Linked DNA regions of Sus scrofa: region 2 is linked to region 1. The links are chromatin contacts, called in public HiChIP or PLAC-seq maps. All regions are on one chromosome and are shown on one strand. Each heading gives the region's core, a stretch centred on a gene start, on an enhancer-like site or on the middle of the called end of the contact. The rest is flanking DNA. Distances are from core to core; before and after follow the strand shown.

What was found. HiChIP or PLAC-seq counts read pairs in DNA pulled down with a chosen protein or histone mark.
Region 2: an H3K27ac HiChIP or PLAC-seq map of skeletal muscle shows a contact between it and region 1. The contact joins the promoter of DDIT4 here to the promoter of SPOCK2 in region 1. A contact is called at or near these places in 2 of 2 datasets of contacts at active chromatin or transcription factors (alveolar macrophages and skeletal muscle).

Annotation. Positions count from the first base shown.
Region 1 is chr14:74,966,780-74,969,480 of Sscrofa11.1, forward strand. SPOCK2 (testican-2) reads right to left here and starts at 1,347. Exons shown (of 12, transcript XM_021073211.1): 1 at 1,289-1,347; 2 at 468-963. The coding sequence starts at 656.
Region 2 is chr14:75,116,335-75,119,035 of Sscrofa11.1, forward strand. It overlaps DDIT4 (DNA-damage-inducible transcript 4), which reads left to right and starts at 1,374. Exons shown (of 3, transcript NM_001243452.1): 1 at 1,374-1,523; 2 at 1,650-1,912; 3 at 2,196-2,701. The coding sequence starts at 1,711. The coding sequence ends at 2,689.

The DNA of each region.
Region 1 (2,701 bases), core at 97-2,596:
GGACGCCTGGGGTTAGCTTACCAAAAAGAGAGAGAGGGAGAGAGAGAAGGAAAAAGAGGCAGGTCGGGGGACCCATCCAAAGCCAGAGCCCCCGATCCTCCCTCCCTGCACCCCCCCTTGCCTCCCGCACCCCTCTCCGCATCTTGCCCTGCAGGGGAGACCTGGTCGCTAATGCGCACCCCCAGATCAACTCTTCACCTGGGACTCACCCGCGGCGGGTGTGGGACTGGGGGTCCCAACCGTTCCCCCCACCCCCGCCCCCGCCAGCTCCCGGGCCGGGATGGACACAGGAGGAGGCTCGGGACGGCATGAGTGCGTGTTGTTTACTCTCAGTGCTGGTTTGCTTAGCTGGTTGGGCTGCGGGAGCCTGTGGCTGCGATGGGCGGCCGCCGCTCCCGGCCCCAGGGTCTGCGCTCCCTCTCCTCCCCAAACCTCCACGCCCGGCTCTCGCGGCCCAGCAGACTCACGTCTCGGAAGCGGTTCCAGTGCTTGATCTTGCCGCTGTACTGCGAGATGGACGACAGCCATTGCTCGTCCTCCATGAAATTGCCGGGGGTCTCGCCCTCCTTGAGCCCTTTGGTGTCTCCTTCGGCCAGGGCGGCAGCGGTGAGGAGCAGCAGCGGCAGCGCCAGCCGCCCGCAGCCTGGAGCGCCCATCGTGGTCTGGGTTCGACCTGGGAGTCGGGGGGTGGGGGGTCTTGACTTCTGCAGTATTTTAATGTCCTTCCTCCCACCCTGCAGTTGGCCAAGCAAACGTCGTCGTCCTCTTCCGCAGCCCTCCTCCTGCGGTCTGACTCCGGTGACAGACAGTGGGTCGCGGCTGAAATGTGACCTGGTTAGGAGATGCACTTGTCTGAAAAAGCCCAGCGCTGGATGTGGAGAGGAAGAGAGAATCAGAGAGGCTGCGCCAGCAGGGGCCGTGTCTGTAACTGTAGCATCAGCATCACGTTTGACATCATCATACCTGGTTTAAAAAAAAAAAAAAAAAAAAAAAAAGGAGGGGGTAAATTTCAAAGGGAAGCACTAGATCAGAGCGCCAAATGCCAGCCAGCCACCGCAGAGCCCAGCCTAGCCCAGCACTCAGGGAGTTGCAAACCAAGGAATCCAGAAACGGAGACGTCTCTGCTTGTCTCTCCAAGGGTAGAGAGCAGAAAGGAACCCAGTCTCCTCAGGGAAGATGGAAGTGGGGGGAGAGAGACACAAAATTCTCCAGTTACAAAGCCAGCCAGGCTCAGGTGTCTAAAAGGGAAATTTGGCCACAGACGCTCTTCCTCCCCCTTGCTTCCCACCCAGAGGGGCTTGCGTCCCAGCCCTGACAGCTGGCTTCCTGCGAGTTATGGCTCCACAGTGATGGGTGGCTTCATTAAGACAAAGGCCATATAACAACTGGCTGCCTCAGAACTATTGCTGCCCAGCCCCACATGCTCTTTTCAAGGAAAGGCCCCAAGTGTTGAATAGCTGGCAAAACAGAGGCAGATGTCCTCCTCCCCAAGCAGCTGTTTAAAGGCTGTCACCCCTTTTGTTAGCTCTTCCCAGGGCAACCATAAAAGGCGCAAGTCTGACCATTTCATCTGCCTTGAGGCTGCAAATTTGGAAGAGGCACATTTGCAATGGTTTTGATCTCAAGTTGATTATAAGAAGCCATTGGGGGAGTTCCCAACGTGGCTCAGTGGTTAATGAACCCAACTAGTATCCAGAAGGACGCAGGTTCGATCCTTGGCCTCACTCAGTTGGTTAAGAATCCAGTGAACTGTGGTGCAGGTCGCAGATGCAGCTCAGAACTGGCGTTGCTGTGGCTGTGGTGTAGGCTGGCAGCTACAGCTCCAATTCGACCCCTAGCCTGGGAACCTCCATATGCCATGGGTGTGGCCCTAAAAAAAAAAATAAAAGAAAAAAGACAAAAAGACCAAAAAAAAAAAAAAAAAGCCATTGGGGAAGGGGGTGGGGGTGGGGCTGGTTTTGTTTGAAGTGTTTAGGTTTTTGTTAAAATTGTGATCCTTATCATTACCTTTAGAAATGTGTTGGAAAAAAAAAAGAAAAAGAAATGTGTTGACATACCAGCTGGGAAGGCTAGAGGCTGGGCACAGAGTAGAAACGGGGTGAAGTTTACATCACAAATAAATTGAAGAGGAAATAGATAATCTGTCAGGATAGAACATATGGTACGTTTGGGACTCAAGCAAGCCCTAGATTGTGTTTTTATTTAAAAAACAAAAACAAAAACAAAAAAAAAACCTTGGCTGCTGTGATCTTAGGAAAGAAAAGAAAAATCAAAGGCAATGAAAAAACATGATCTTAATCAGTAGGAAAAAACACAGGTTATACAGTTCATAGTCACCCTAAATCTGGCTGCCTGGGAATTGCGCCTAATGCATCAATGGCTTGGGCTGGGATCCCTTGGGAAAACAGGAAACAATAGCTCCCTTTCCGTGTTTTCTTTTTCCTTTGCAGTTGGATTTAGAGGTGGTGCTGCAATGAAGCCCCGGCCATTGATGTCTTCATCTCACAGTAAATAAAGCAGCCTTGCCTTGCCCAGGTATACAGAGCAGCAGTGTATAGTAGAAGGAGCTGAGTTTATTGTCATACATACAGACTGGGGATGGAATCCCACTTAGTAGCTGGGTTCTGGGGCAAATTCCATAATCTATTTTCCATCCACAGATTAATGCTAATACCACCTATCTCAGAAGACTGCTGTCAAT
Region 2 (2,701 bases), core at 124-2,623, 150 kb after region 1:
TTTTTTTTTTTTTTAATTTTAATGGGGGGGGGGAGTGGCAGTGGCCCGACTACTCCTGTAAGTGTCTTCGGTCACGCGCAAGTCTGCCCCTAGGCGAGGCCTGCCAGTCTGATCTGGTTAGGCTCTGGCCCGCCCCGGGACGGGAGGGAGCATCTGATGTAAGCTGGGTTCTCTCTTCCATCAGAATCCTGTGTCCCAGATTGATGAACCTTTAAATAAATAAAGGTCGAATCCGTCCGAACCTCTTCCCACCGTCAGCAACCTCTGTCACTCTTTGAGCACCGCCGTCGGGCCTGATTTCTTGGGGCCCAGTGTGCATGACGAAATAGGGGATGGCGATTGCACTCCGGGGCTTTTCTGGAGACCTAGCTCCTCGGTCCTGACGCAACTCTCCAGGTCTTTTACACAAAGCGTTTGGTAGAGAGGGGCGCTAGGACCCGGCGGATGCCTGAGGCCTCTAAGCTGCAGCTGGCTGGGGAGGCACTGCTGCACCGCAGTCGGTCGGTAGGGCCGGCGGGTGGGTCAGTGTGTCCGTCTGATGTAGGTCCCAGTTCGCAGCTCCCGGACCAAGCGCCAGGAACTGGGGCCTATCAATATTCCTTCAACCACATTCCCCAAACCCTGTCTTTGAAGGCAGCTGGAGGGTGGGCGCTGACGCGGTTAGGAAACTAGGCTCACATCGGGGGCATGGACACCGCCCCCCCTCATTAATCCATCCTCTGGGTCTGTAGAGTAACGGGCAAGTAGGCAAGTGCGGCCGCCCAGAAAGGGAGCAGAGTGCTCTGAGCTGCTGTTTTGGGGCCCCACCCCCATATCCTGACCCCTGGTAAGGAAGGTTAGTGTGGGGTACTTGCGCGAGAGTGGGCTGGGTTAACGTCTGCTCCCCCGGGCATCCAGCCCTGCTCCTAGTTGTACCCATAGCTCGCAGGCTCCCACAAGCTGAGGGCAACCGTTTTCCTTGCCTGTTGCCCTCTCAAGTTCCCCTGCCTCTTCCCCCGCGCGGCCGCGGCCTAACCCCTCCCCCAGCAATACGACCCTATAATAAACAAGTCTTTCCTTGATCCTCCCCTGCCGCGAGCGCCCTCGGGGACCTTGGCAGCTGCAGCCGCCGCCGCCGCCGCCGCCGCCGCCGCCGCGGATCCCTTCCAGAAAGGGGGCGTGGCCGTGGCTCGGGGGTTCCGCCGAGAGCTTTCTGGGGCTCAACGGAGGCGGGGCCAGGCGGCTGTCACCGGGCAGGAGAGAACGTTGCGAACGTGCGCCCGGAGTCCATTGGCCGAGATGGGCCACACTCCCGGGTCTGGATTGGGCCGTGGCGCGGAAGGGGTGTGGCCTCCCCGCGCTAGTCCTTATAGGTCCCTCGGCGCTGGTGCTAGGGACCGAGGCAGGCCGAGGGGGAGGTGAGGCTGAGGAGAAGGGACAGGTCTGGGCAGAGCTCGGGGGTTGGCACCAGTTCGCGCACCCATTCAAGCGGTCAAGCGGCTGTACGCACTCGTCAGAGCAGTTCTCGCTAACTGCTCTAGCTGGTGAGTGTCCCTTCTGTGTGTGCGCGGATCGATGAGCAGGGAGGCCTCAGCCGCGGGGGTCGTAGCGCTCTGAGTCTGGTCCACCCCTCAGACTGACGCCGGGCCCGTGTCGCTCTTGTCTTACAGCGTCTTCTGCGCTCCAGCACCGGTGAGCTCATCTGCAAACGTCCTGGCGTCCGTCCTCACCATGCCTAACCTTTGGGATCGCTTCTCGTCGTCCTCCTCCTCTTCGTCTTCGTCCTTGTCCCGAACTCCCACCCCAAATCAGCCTCCGCGTTCAGCCTGGGGGTCAGCGGCCCGGGAAGAAGGGCTCGGTCGCTGCGCGAGCCTGGAGAGCTCGGACTGCGAGTCCTTGGACAGCAGCAACAGTGGCTTTGGGCCGGAGGAAGGTAAGCCGCCGCGGGCGAGGGCCGGACGCGACTCGAGGGGCGGGGAAGGTGAGAAAGGACCTCGCTGAAAAGAGTCAAAGCCACCTTGGCTTCGTAGGCCACCAGAATCCAGATCGCAGAGCGGGGACAGGCCAGAGGAGGGGGTTGAAGCATAGGGTATGATGAGTGTGCGGCAGAAACTGAGGCACGGAGGGGCAAGAGGAGTGCTGCTTTCTTAGCGAAACAGCACCTCCTCCTTTTGGAACTGCTCTTACCTTCCTTCCCTATGTGCTTTCCCTTCCAGACTCTGCATACCTGGATGGGGTGTCCCTGCCTGACTTCGAGCTGCTCAGCGACCCTGAGGATGAGCACCTGTGTGCCAGCCTGATGCAGCTGCTGCAGGAGAGCCTGGCCCAGGCGCGGCTGGGCTCGCGGCGCCCCGCGCGCCTGCTGATGCCCGGCCAGCTGGTGAGCCAGGTGGGCAAAGAACTGCTGCGCCTGGCCTATAGTGAGCCGTGCGGCCTGCGGGGGGCGCTGCTGGACGTCTGCGTAGAGCAGGGCAAGAGCTGCCACAGCGTGGGCCAGCTGGCCCTCGACCCCAGCCTTGTGCCCACCTTCCAGCTGACCCTCGTGCTGCGCCTGGACTCACGCCTCTGGCCTAAGATCCAGGGGCTGTTTAGCTCCGCCAACTCTCCCTTCGTCCCCGGCTTCAGCCAGTCCCTGACGCTGAGCACTGGCTTCCGAGTCATCAAGAAGAAGCTGTACAGCTCCGAGCAGCTGCTCATTGAAGAATGTTGAACTTGGGCCTGG